Linked DNA regions of Sus scrofa: regions 2 and 3 are each linked to region 1. The links are chromatin contacts, called in public Hi-C and HiChIP or PLAC-seq maps. All regions are on one chromosome and are shown on one strand. The core of a region is the stretch at or near the end of the contact, and the rest is flanking DNA. Distances in the headings are between cores, read along the strand shown.

What was found. A called contact is a pair of places that touch in the nucleus more often than the background predicts. HiChIP or PLAC-seq counts read pairs in DNA pulled down with a chosen protein or histone mark.
Region 2: a Hi-C map of alveolar macrophages shows a contact between it and region 1, with 3 times the contacts expected there. The contact joins two enhancer-like sites. A contact is called at or near these places in 1 of 5 promoter capture datasets (liver), 21 of 47 Hi-C or Micro-C datasets (alveolar macrophages, blood, embryonic fibroblasts and 11 more) and 2 of 2 datasets of contacts at active chromatin or transcription factors (alveolar macrophages and skeletal muscle).
Region 3: a contact with region 1 is called in an H3K27ac HiChIP or PLAC-seq map of alveolar macrophages. The contact joins two enhancer-like sites. A contact is called at or near these places in 10 of 47 Hi-C or Micro-C datasets (alveolar macrophages, embryonic fibroblasts, fetal skeletal muscle and 5 more) and 1 of 2 datasets of contacts at active chromatin or transcription factors (alveolar macrophages).

Annotation. Positions count from the first base shown.
Region 1 is chr14:99,392,780-99,396,745 of Sscrofa11.1, reverse strand. It overlaps a transcript of SGMS1 not described here. Among named protein-coding and RNA genes, the nearest start is that of SGMS1, 180 kb to the right of the region's middle. Within about 2 kb of position 1,980, at least 25 of the 83 cell types and tissues checked have an H3K27ac peak or open chromatin away from gene starts, as enhancers often do. A contact at or near this core is called in alveolar macrophages, fetal liver and retroperitoneal adipose tissue, where this site is marked.
Region 2 is chr14:99,501,826-99,505,791 of Sscrofa11.1, reverse strand. No RefSeq gene overlaps it. Among named protein-coding and RNA genes, the nearest start is that of MINPP1, 71 kb to the left of the region's middle. Within about 2 kb of position 1,976, at least 8 of the 83 cell types and tissues checked have an H3K27ac peak or open chromatin away from gene starts, as enhancers often do. A contact at or near this core is called in alveolar macrophages and fetal liver, where this site is marked.
Region 3 is chr14:99,484,256-99,488,221 of Sscrofa11.1, reverse strand. No RefSeq gene overlaps it. Among named protein-coding and RNA genes, the nearest start is that of MINPP1, 88 kb to the left of the region's middle. Within about 2 kb of position 1,796, at least 3 of the 83 cell types and tissues checked have an H3K27ac peak or open chromatin away from gene starts, as enhancers often do. A contact at or near this core is called in alveolar macrophages and retroperitoneal adipose tissue, where this site is marked.

The sequences.
Region 1 (3,966 bases), core at 731-3,230:
TTCCAGGCCAGGGATTGAACCCATGCCATAGCAGTGACAATGCTGTGTCCTTAACTCACCAGGCCACCATGGAACTCCACAGCGCTCACTTTAGAGAGAAGAAAAGGCTAGGTGGCAATATATAAACACCTTGCTTAGTTCATAAAAAGCTGACAAAGGGAAAACTTTGAAAGGTAAAACAATGTTGAAAGTCCATCTAAGAAAAGAAAAAAATAATTTATCCTTACCTTTGCCCCCAGGGCTCACATTACTTATAACACAGGGGTGGGGAGAGTGGGTGCCAGGAAATAGGCAAAAGCTGTCCTGGCCAAGGACGGGCCAAGGCACAAGACCAGAAAGGGCACTCAGGACACCCCGACGTGAACTTGCCTTTTTAGCTATTTGCTTACCGGCCCTTGTCACCTTCTTTGTGTTCTGTGACATCTTTACATGAATAGAGCACTGTTTTACTGTAATCCATTACCTGCAAGTGATTCCCATTTTCCTATGTTCCTTCTCCTTGTCTATAAAGGGCTCCATTGGCTCGCACTACGTTTGAGTTGTGGAATTTGGAGAGCTCTGTGGAGAGAGGACTCTGCTCCTGGTGTGTGGTCTCCAGTGGAGAGCATCGCTGCGTTCTGGTTGTCACAGGTGCTTAGGGTCAGAGGCAGCTGTCAGGGCTGTGTGATCCCCAGAGCCAGAGCACTGGGCTTACAGTAAAGTCATATTGCAGATGCCTTTAAAAAACTTGTACGCCTTCATCCAAGTACAGAAAACAAAAATTGATGACCATATCTGGCGTTGTCACTGCTGTGGCACAGGTTCCGTCCCTGGCCCAGGAACTTCCACGTGCCATGCATGCAGCAAAATAAATAAATAAATAAATATTGATGGTCACAATGTAAACATGTTGCCGTTACCAGGCCAAGAGATAGACCTTGTCCACCCCTTTAGCAGCTCCTCTGTGCTCTTCTCAAGCATGACCCTCTCCCTCCCCACTGGGTGGCTTCCTTATACCAGTCACTTACTTGTGGCAGGTGCTTTTTCATCCACACTGTGTCGCATTCTTTCTGCTGGTTCTCCTCTCTAACTGTGTCCTCCTGGGGGACTCAGGAAAGCCAGTGCTCTAACCTGTGGTCTCCGGGAGGCTGTACCTGATTCTGGCTCTTGGCTGTGTCACTGGAGCAGGACTGTCTCTGGGTGCAGGGGTGTTGTGTTCCTTCTGCATTTTAACCTCATGTGGAACAACAAGATTATTGGGCTTGGCCTGAGGCCCGGTGTTGGAAACGACCCTGGGTGGTATTTATGTCTCTTTTAGGCTGAACCCCTCCGGCCTCCTGTGGTGCCTTCCCTGGTGAGACCTGGTGTCAGGCCTGGCCTGGGAGCTGGCATCTGTGTACCTCTGGCACTTGGAGATGGATTTTCAGTACCTTCATTCCAAAGGACACACAGGTGTAATCAGAAACCCTGCACCTGTGGATCCTTGTAACTTAATCCCCAGTCACTAGGGGACTGATTGCATAGGAAGAAGGTTCCATAAAAAGAGGCTGTTATATAAGAGGATTTGGCATGGTTTCAGTATCATGGCATTTTAGCAAGGTGCATTTTGACTATGGTATAATGCATTCCTTTAATTGAATTAGCCATGTGCGATTATTTTGTTTCAGGAGCCACAAGACTGCTTGGCCTGTGTGTATAGAGTGCCTGTCCTGTGGACAAGGTCTTGGGACAGTGGCAACCCCAGTCTCCCATCTGGCCAGAGAATGATGGGTTCAAAAACAGCGACCATCAGGGGCTGATATCGAGGCCCAGGTGGCCCACCCCGTCCCACCACGTGCTATTAGATACCCCAGAGTGCCTAATAGGAAGGCACTGCAAGTGCCTAATAGGAAGCTGGCATCTGCCTGTAGTTCAGAGTGAAATTACTGCTCTGATGTTCTCAAGGCAGACGTTTGATGCTGGGAATGAGTTGCTGAAGCTGCCAGGAACTCTGCTGCCAAGGTTTTCTTTTGATTGGAAGTGCTGGATCATCTAGTAAGGGCCACAGCAGTGACCATGTCAGCTTCCATGACAGTGTTTTTCAAAGTGTGGTCTTTTTCTACCTGTGTGAATGGCAGGGGTACAGGGTGCTGCGTTTGTGTGTGTGTGCTGGGGGAGGAGGGGATGCATGCAGGGAGTGTTAGGGGAAAGTAGATTCCTGAGCCCCATACCCACCAAACCAAAGTCTATGGCTATGGAAACCAGGAAACTACATTTTAATCAATTTAATCACAAAAGGCCGTCACCTGGCCTTTTGTGCACAGCTGACTCCTAGAATCTCTGATCTAGAAAGTGGTAGTTGGATTCATTCATTTGGGTTGGGGTAAGTTGAACTAAAGAGTGCCTGGGGCCTCAGACTTATTTGTTGATCTGAAAGAAGGAAATGCACACCAACTAGGCTGGACTCTGAGATTTTTAACTGTCTGTTGAACCCAGATGAGGATATGCTCTCTGGTGGCTTGGAGATGTTACTGCAGTCTCTCCTTCCTTGTTTCTCCTGGTTGTGAGTGATGGGCAAACTTCCGGAGTCCTCAGTGGGGGTGGTGTGAGCTCATCTGAAATAGTGGTCAGCAGAGACCAGCTAGTGAGCCTGGCAACTGTTTGTGGAAGTATTTCCAGCCTCACATACTCTGAAAGCCAAATGTTTCTTTGTCCTGCATCCTTCCGCCTTTGAATTTAGCTAGTAACTCAGTTCTTCCTATATCAGTTGAGAGTTGAATCATCAAGAAACATCTGAATTACCACATGGATTTTTTTGTTAAAGTCAGGGTCTTGGTAGCTGCTTTGAATCTCTCAGTGTACGAAGATAAAAGATTTGTTACTCTTTTTAAAAATTTTTTTTTTTTTTATTTTGCTTTTTAGGGCCACACCTTCAACATAGGGAGGTTCCCAGGCTAGGGGTCAAATCAGTGCTGTAGCTTCTGGCCACAGCCACAGCTACAGCCACAGCAATGCAGGATCCAAGCCCCGTCTGTGACCTACACCACAACTCATGGCAACGCCAGATTCTTAACCCACTGATCCCACTGATCGAGGCCAGGGATTAAGGCGCATCCTTGTGGATACTAGTTGGGTTTGTTACTGCCGCGCCACAATGGTAACTCCTAAAAGATTTGTTACTTGTGAAGGGCACTGAGCACCTACAAAAAAACTGGCATAAATGTGACTAGATAAGCACAGCTCATTCCTAGAATGTGAGAGTCATAGAGGGTTTGAGCGGGAAGGAACCCCAGAAATCTTCTAGTCCGGCAGCAAGCTTTGGCTCCAGATGGCTTGTGTTCTGTTTTGGCTCTGCCATTTGAGACAAGCTCTGTAACTTCACGCCTCAGTTTCCTCGGCTGTCAAGTGAGGGTTTCTTTGTGCTGTGCGGGGATTACGGTGAGCCAGTATATGCACAATGCTTGACTCGTGTCCAGGGTGCAATAAATACTCACAGGCCATATCACAGATGAAAAAAATAGATCCAGAGAAATTCTGATTTGCGTGCGGTCAGATCCTTAGTTCCAGTTTCAGAAACCAGGCCTCTTCACTCTTAGTCTTATTTTGTTCCTATTGACTGTTCCCGTCAACTGGTTCTTAAACTATGACTTTATATCTGCCCAGTATGTGCACTAAAATGTGTGATGCTCTGCTTAGCTCAGAAACTATTCTTGAATAACAAGGTGTGATTGTAACCTAAGAAGACACAATAGGACTCTTCTAACCCAATGACTGTGGTCCCTTGACAAGTAATGAGGCCCTTAAAAATGACTGTTAGAAAAACTGTGTAGCTGGGCACAGAAACCATGTGGACTCTGATCACAACTGAATGAAAACATGAAGAGTGGAAAGAAATTCATGAAAAGGTGTAAGGAGAATGGAAATGCTGGGTCAAAGAGTACAATGCTTTAAAACAATTTTTTTAAATTTTTTGTTTTTTCACCTTTTTTTAAAAAATTGCAGTATAGC
Region 2 (3,966 bases), core at 727-3,226, 110 kb before region 1:
GCTCGGATTCAGTCTCTGGCCTGGGAACTTCCATATACCTTGGGTGCGGCCATGAAAATACACACACACACAAATATGAATCAGACAGTCTTCAGGTCTGAAGGTCTAGTTTCTCTCTTGGTCTAAACACTCACCTGTGTTTGCTTCTCTTAATTCTCCTTCTTCCCAACAGTGATCTTCCATACAACCCTGAATAAGTCTTCTAATTGCACATACTTAAGAATATCCAAACCACCTATTTTCAGACACTGCCAGTAGATAGGTCAACTGATACAACTCCGACTGGAAAACAGCTGGGGAGCATATACTAAGAGTTCTAAAAATACTTATACATCATCTCAGTAATTCTACTCTGGGACTCTTAACTCTCAACAAAGATGTATTCCTTAAAGTCTTCAATACAGCTTTATTTATACAGAGATAGGAACAATCCAACAGTTCTGCAGCAGGTGAAGAGATGAATAAATTATGACACAAGCTTCTTGTTGGAATGTTTATTAAAAAGTTACTTTAAACTGTGGTTTAAAGGCATTTCAACCCATCTTATTTATAAAATTAGGATGCAATGAAATTGACCTTTTTCAAAATGTGACCAGTTCTACGAATATCAGCATCCATGTAGATTTGTAGATTTGTATAACCACCACCAAAATCATGATAAGAAACTCTTCTGTCACCCAAAAAAAAACTCCCTGTGCTATTCCTTTGTCATCACATGCTGGCCCCCTCCCCCCAGGGCCTGACGACTAGGATAGTTTTCTGTATTTATAGTTTTATCTTTTCAGGAATGTTTTGTGAAAGGAATCATTGGCATGCACTTTGGCCTTTTGGGACTGGCTTCTTTTCACTCAGCATGTCTTTGAGGTTCATTAGTGTTGCTGTGCATAACAGTAGTTCTTTTTTTTTACTGCTGAGTGGTATTCCAATACATTGATATTATATAGTTTATTTATTTTACCTATTGAGGGACATTTGGTTTGTTTCCAGTGTTTGGTGATGAATAGAGTTACTATACACATTTGTGTACAGGATTTTGTGTGAACATAAATTTTTATTTCTAGAGGGTAAATATGTGGGAATGGGATTACTGGACCATGTGGTGCTATGATCATAAAAAATTATCCGTTTTTCCAGTGTTAAAAGCATTTTTAATAACAAAGGGAAGTGCTGATATTATAAAGGAGAAAGGAGAAAATGAAATTATATACATAGTATAAAATACGCATAAGAATAAGACTGGAAGGAAATATACCAAAATGATAAAAAGTGGTTTTCTTGCTGTGATTGGCTTATAGATAGGCTTTTTTTCCCTTCTTTTTCTGTGTAAACTTGATGGCTCCTGACATCACCAAGCAATGAGTAAAAACATATTAAATTTACAGTAATTACATAAATTCTAGTGCTCAGAGGCCCTACTTCTTCTATCAACTATAAATATCTAGTCTTGTCCAGAGAACCCTCTCCCTCTAGGTTTTTCTTATAAGAGCAGAACCATGAAGTCAGAGCAGCTTCGTGTATTTATGAGGTTCCTCTATTGTAATGTCTGAGGATTCTACTTCCTGCCCCCCTGTTGCCCACTGTGCTGCGCTACCCGCAACTCAAAGACTCTGCTTTCACCTTGGTCACCAGGCAATCTCCAGCTGCTTTTCTGGTGGCTCCTGGTGACACCTTTCCTCCTGTCATTCACAGGCAGGAATGGGCCTCAGGGGAACAACCTAATACTGCTCCCTCTGACCACTATCTTGCTGACACTACAGACTTGATCCTCACTCATACTGTTTTCTCTCAGGGGCCAATGACTCTCCCTCCATTCCAGCCTCCAGGAGGAACCTAAGGCTATCAGACAGGTCTGTCCCTGAGTCAAGCACACTGTAGACCAGGGACAAAGTTCCCGCCCACAGGACTCCTTACTCCAGTTGAAATCAGACAGGCTTCAGCACCCACTAGTCTTGAGACCAGAGAGAAGCTGCTGGGCATTCTCGGCCGCACACCACAGACCTCTAGGGGGCAATGTTGTCTCACACCACACGGTTATCTCTGTGCAGGTTAACTGAGCTCTCACTCAAGCCAAATTATCACACTAGTGTATTTTCTAAATGTTTAATGAATATGCACTACTTTTATAATCAGAAAAAATAATAAATTACTAATAAGCTGGAAAATCAGGGAGTTATTTAAACATCAAAGCAAAATACTTCTAGAGGGCATTATCTAAAATGTAAAAATAGCTTCCATTTTATTGTCTACTTTCTAGACCATTGCATTCTCTGTTAACTTGTCTCATGATTCAAAGCCCAAAGTTGTGTCCTTAAATTGCCAGATTATAATGACTCTTGATTTTAATTTTCCATATTTAAAATAGTATTGACCACCCATTTTTTTTTTTTTTTTTTTTTTGTCTTTTTGTCTTTTGTTGTTGTTGTTGCTATTTTTTGGGCCTGCTCCCGCGGCATATGGCGGTTCCTAGGCTAGGGGTCAAATCGGAGCTGTAGCCACCGACCTACGCCAGAGCCACAGCAACGCGGGATCCGAGCCGCATCTGCAACCTACACCACAGCTCACGGCAACGCCGGATCCTTAACCCACTGAGCAAGGGCAGGGACCGAACCCGCAACCTCATGGTTCCTAGTCGGATTTGTTAACCACTGCGCCACGACGGGAACTCCTGACCACCCATTTTTAAAGCTTCTAAAATAATTTTAGCAGTATCCTTTAAGTTTCTCAGAGGAAACCGAGGGCAATGCTTCTTCCCTTTCTGTTATATAGAGGTAGCAGATAACTAAAGACATGGATATTAGTCTTGGTTCTTACAAGAGCATCTATATATAAATACAAAATATTCTTTTTTTAAATTGTTATTGAAGTATAGTTGATGTATAATATACAAGTTACAAGTGTACAATATAGTGATTCACAATGTTTAAATGTTATATTCCATTTATAGTTATTATAAAATGGTAAGGTAGTATGTTATCCAATATATGTTTGTTGCTTATATTATACATAATAATTTGTACCTTAGTTCCCCACCCTGATATTGCCCCTCCCCCTTTTCTCTCCCCACTGGTAAACCACTAATTTGTTCTCTATATCTGTAGTCTATTTCTTTTTTGTTATAATCATTAGTTTGTTGTATTTTTTGTTCCATATGTAAGTGATATTATACTTGTATTTGTCTTTCTCTTTCACCTAAGTGAAATATAAAATATTCTAATAAGTGAAAAGAGAATGCTACCATTTACACACCTAAGAACATGAGTTTTGAGTCTTCTTTTTTTTCTTTTTGCAGCATATGGAGGTGCCCAAGCTAGGGGTCAATCAGAGCTGTAGCTGCTGGCCTATGCCATAGCCACAGCAATGCAGGATCTGAGCTGTGTCTGAGACCTACACCACAGCTCATGGCAATGCCGGATCATTAACCCACTGAGCAAGTCCAAGGATTAAACCTGTGTCTTCGTGGATGCTGGTCAGATTCGCTTCCGCTGGGCCATGACAGGAACTCCTCCGAGTTGAGCTATCCAGCTAAGGATAGATCACCCACTCCCTCCCTGTGACCACCCTCTGCCTTTCCCCCCTGCTAGTGATGAGCTGGACGTGCAGACCTATCATCTGTGTGGCTAGGGAGGAACAAGCTATTCAGAGTTATATGTTGGATGTAAAGATTACCAACCCCACAAGAAAAAACAAACTTTATTCATTTACCAATTAGTTATAGAGTGCCCACTTCCTGCCAAGCATTGTTCCAGCTGTTCAAATATAGTGGAAAAACTTGTGGTTTCCAATGAGACAGGTTGAGGGTTGGGGGAATGCCCTGAGGGTTTGGGATGCAAATCTATAAAATTTGGTTGTGGTGATTATTGTACACCTATAAATGTAATAAAATTCATTAATTAAAAAAAAAGAAAACTGCATAGACAAAATTCTTGCTCTCACATAGTTCACATTCTGGGCATGGGTGGGAGAGAG
Region 3 (3,966 bases), core at 547-3,046, 92 kb before region 1:
AATCCACATCCTCGTGGATACTAGTCGGATATGTTACCGCTGAGCTGCAACGGGAACTCTGTACTATATTTTTTAATTTGACAGAGCAAAGCAGATAATAATGAAATGGTATTTATCAGAATAGCAATCTTTTAAAATCCAAATGCAATAATATGATCTATGTACTTGGCTATTGTGATGACATATAGCATGTAAAATATTAAGATGTCTAATATTTAATTCATTTCAATCATATCAGTCTGTCAAGATATAATAAATCAACAAGTCTACCAACAACCCCCTTGCAAATATTCTCTATTGAACTACTCATAGTTTTTAGAAGTAGTCATGAAACTTGAAAATTGCCTCTAAATTAGCATAGCTACTCACACATTATTTCTACCACCAACAAAGAAATGCCACTGTAACAGTTGCTGAATAGTTTTTATGCAAAACTGATGTTAGTGACAGATTTTTAGGCAAGTAATTTGTCTTAACACGTGTCATTTTATTTGTAAAAACTCCCAGGGCTAAAAAAATGAAGTTTCAAAAGTTATTTACTTTCTCTCCTGGAAAGGTAGAATAGATGTAAAATAACCAACCAACAGTCCTGTGTGATGGTCTTTTAAATTCAGAATCATAGCATTGTTATAGAGGTGAAATAAAAGCTATTTTCCCTGTACCTCACACCCCAGAAAGAAGTGAAGTTCCCCAGCCCTAGTAAGGACTGAAGAACAAATACACTGAATGGGCATACATTTGTCCACTGATATCCATGGGGGACTAGTTCCAGGACCCCTCAAGATATTGAAATCCACAGGTACTCATATGCTATGTACTCATATGCTATATACTCATATACTCAAATACTAATATAAAAGTATAGTATTTGCATATAACCTAGCACATCATCCTGTATACTTTAAATCATCTTTGGATTACTTATGATACTTAATACAATGTAAAAGCTATATAAATAGTTGTAAATACAATGTGAAATACTATGTAAGTAATTGCCAGCATATGGTAAATTGAAGTTTTGCTTTTTGGAACTTTATGGAATTTTTTTTTTTTTTTTTTTTTTTTGTCTTTTTAGTGCCATATCTGAAGTATATGGAAGTTCCCAGGCTAGGGATCAGATTGGAGCTACAGCTGTGGCCTATGCCACAGCCAGAGCAACACGGGATCTGAACCGCATCTTCGACCTGCACTGCAGCTCACAGCAAGGCTGGATCCTTAACCCACTTGAGCAAGGCCAGGGATTGAACCTACATCCTCATGGATACCAGTCAGGTTCATTTCCGCTGAGCCACAGTGGGAACTCCCTGGAATTTTTTTTTTTTAATATTTTCCCTCTGCAGTTGGTTGAATCTGTGGATTCAGAGCCTACCAATACAGAGGACCAGCTACACTTTATTTGACTTTATTTGATTTGATGATGCAACATCTTACAAAGGGGAGCAAATTCAGAAGACTCCTAAAAGAAAATTACAGTGCTAGCCCAGTTCCCCCCTACCACCAAACTTTGAAACATAACAGTTGTATACAGTGGAGTTGCCTGACTGCAAGATCTGAGAAGAGAATCTCTCGTGGCCCACCTGTAGTCTGCCCCAGCAGATGGACATCCAATTCCTTTCAAACATTTCAATCTCAGCCTCTGTCCTAGGCACAGAAGACCAAAAAGTAATGTTATGTTCCATAAGGGACTCTCAGTCAAATATGAAAAAATATAAAGAGTTGAATCTGCTGGCGGACGTGACAACCGAAAGATGTGAAGCAACCAATCTCTGGCCAAAGTGGATGAGGCAACCAGCCTTAATCAAAGGAAGAGGAAGCTGGTGTCCAGAACCTAAATGGCTTGAAATTGGTGAGGAAGGAAGCAGGAAGTAGGGCAAAGATGGACTGTGTCCAACTTCCCTTGATTCAACTCTCCCCTGTGAAGAAAAAAAACACACTCACTCCTTGGGGCAATCAAAATGTCTTTGCTCTTGTGACAGCTTCTCTTGGTGTGTTGGGGGGAGCTAGGAGCTCAGAGGTGCTGGGGCCCATTCAATTCTTGCCTCTGACAGAGCTTTAGCCAGACATCTGGGAGTACACCAAATTCTTTCTCTTTCCATTTGTGCTGCTTAAAACCAACTGGTTGTAATATTCTTGAAATTTTACATTGACTGTATACTGTATTGTTTAATGATTTCTTCATCTGTGAAGTGGGGGTAATGGCAGTATCTGCTTCAATGAGTTGTAAGGTTAAAGATAGATGGAAAGTGTGTAAGTATATATAGGATATAAGTGTGTGTGTGTATATTTATATATGTGTGTGTGTATATATATATGTATGTATATATACAATATAAAGTCCTGCTTTATCCACAAGTTTCTATACCAGTGCTTTTCATTTTCTACAAAAACCATCATTGTTGAGTTCCCGTCATGGCTCAGTGGTTAATGAATCCGACTAGGAACCATGAGGTTGTGGGTTCCATTCCTGGCCTTGCTCAGTGGGTTAAGGATTTGGCGTTGCCATGAGCTGTGGTATATAGATTGCAGACCCGGCTCAGATCCCAAGTTTCCGTGGCTCTGGCGTTGGCCGGCATCTACAGCTTCTAGCCTGGGAACCTCCATATGCCGCAGGAGCGGCCCTAGAAAAGGCAAAATAAAGACCAAAAAAAAAAAAAAAATCCAAGTTCTGAAGCTGGAAAATATCAAGGAAAATGGATTCTCTCCTAGAGCCTCCAGAGAGGAATGCAGCCCAGAAGACAGACACTTTCAAACATCGAAGACAGTTTGTAAAAACCCAAGTTCTGCTTCAAAGGCAGAGCCTGAGCCTGCATTTCTAATAAGCTCACAGGTGATACCAATGCTGCTGGTCCACGAACGTCCCTCCTTAGCCCAGCTGTACACTAAAACATTGGGCAGTGCTCACCATGCTTCCTGGCCTATCCTCCCCATCCAGTCACCTCTCAGACCTCATTTATCCTTGCTTTCCATACAGAGCCCACTCGAGCTGCTCCAGTCCCCTCTCTTTTCTCAAACAGGTATGGTCCTTCTGCCTGGCTTTGCCCTGTTTTTCCTTCTGCCTTTGGTCACCTGAATGGCTCACTACCTTACTTCCTGCGGGTCTTTATCTTAATGTCATTTTCTTAGTGTGAACTTCACGGACCATCCCATTTGACATTGACCCTGCTTTTCCCCCAGAATTCCTTCTTTCCTGCTTGATTTTTCCTGTTAGTCTCATCTCCATCAATACACACTGTATTCCTTTAAAAAAAATTTTTTTTGGCCACGCCCTTGATGTGTGGAAGTTCCCAGGCCAGGAGTCAAACCTGTGCCACAAAAGTGACCCAAGCCACTGCAGTGACAACCCCAGATTTTTAACCCACTGTACCACAAGAGAACTTCTTAAATTTTTTTTTCTTTTTTTTTTTGGTCTTTTTGCCTTTTCCAGGGCCGCTTCCTCGGCATATGGAGGTTCCCAGGCTAGGGGTCCAGTCGGAGCTATAGCTGCTGGCCTACACCACAGCTCATGGCAATGCCGGATCCTTAACCCACTGAGCAAGGCCAGGGATGGAACCCGCAACCTCATGGTTCCTAGTCGGATTTGTTAACCACTGCGCCATGACGGGAACTCCGAGAACTTCTTTAAATTTATTTATTGCTTTTTTTTTTTTCATTATACTGAAAACTCCAAAAGAATAGAGATTTTTAGTTTGTTTTTATTCTCCTGATCTCTCCCCAGCACCTAGCACATGATACTTGGCACATCATAATACATATTTTTAAGACTTAAATTATTTATTATTTTTAAACTTTTCCCTTTTTTAATAGACTAAGCCCCCAAATGGCAAGCATTTGGATTTTCTCACCCTTATATGTAGGATGAACTTGCTTGCAGCTATGTGTGATGGCCAGTGCTGCCCTTTCTGATTTCTTTATTAATATTTTTACTTCTGTTGATTCTTTCAAGTGACTTTATTTCTGGGCCCTTCC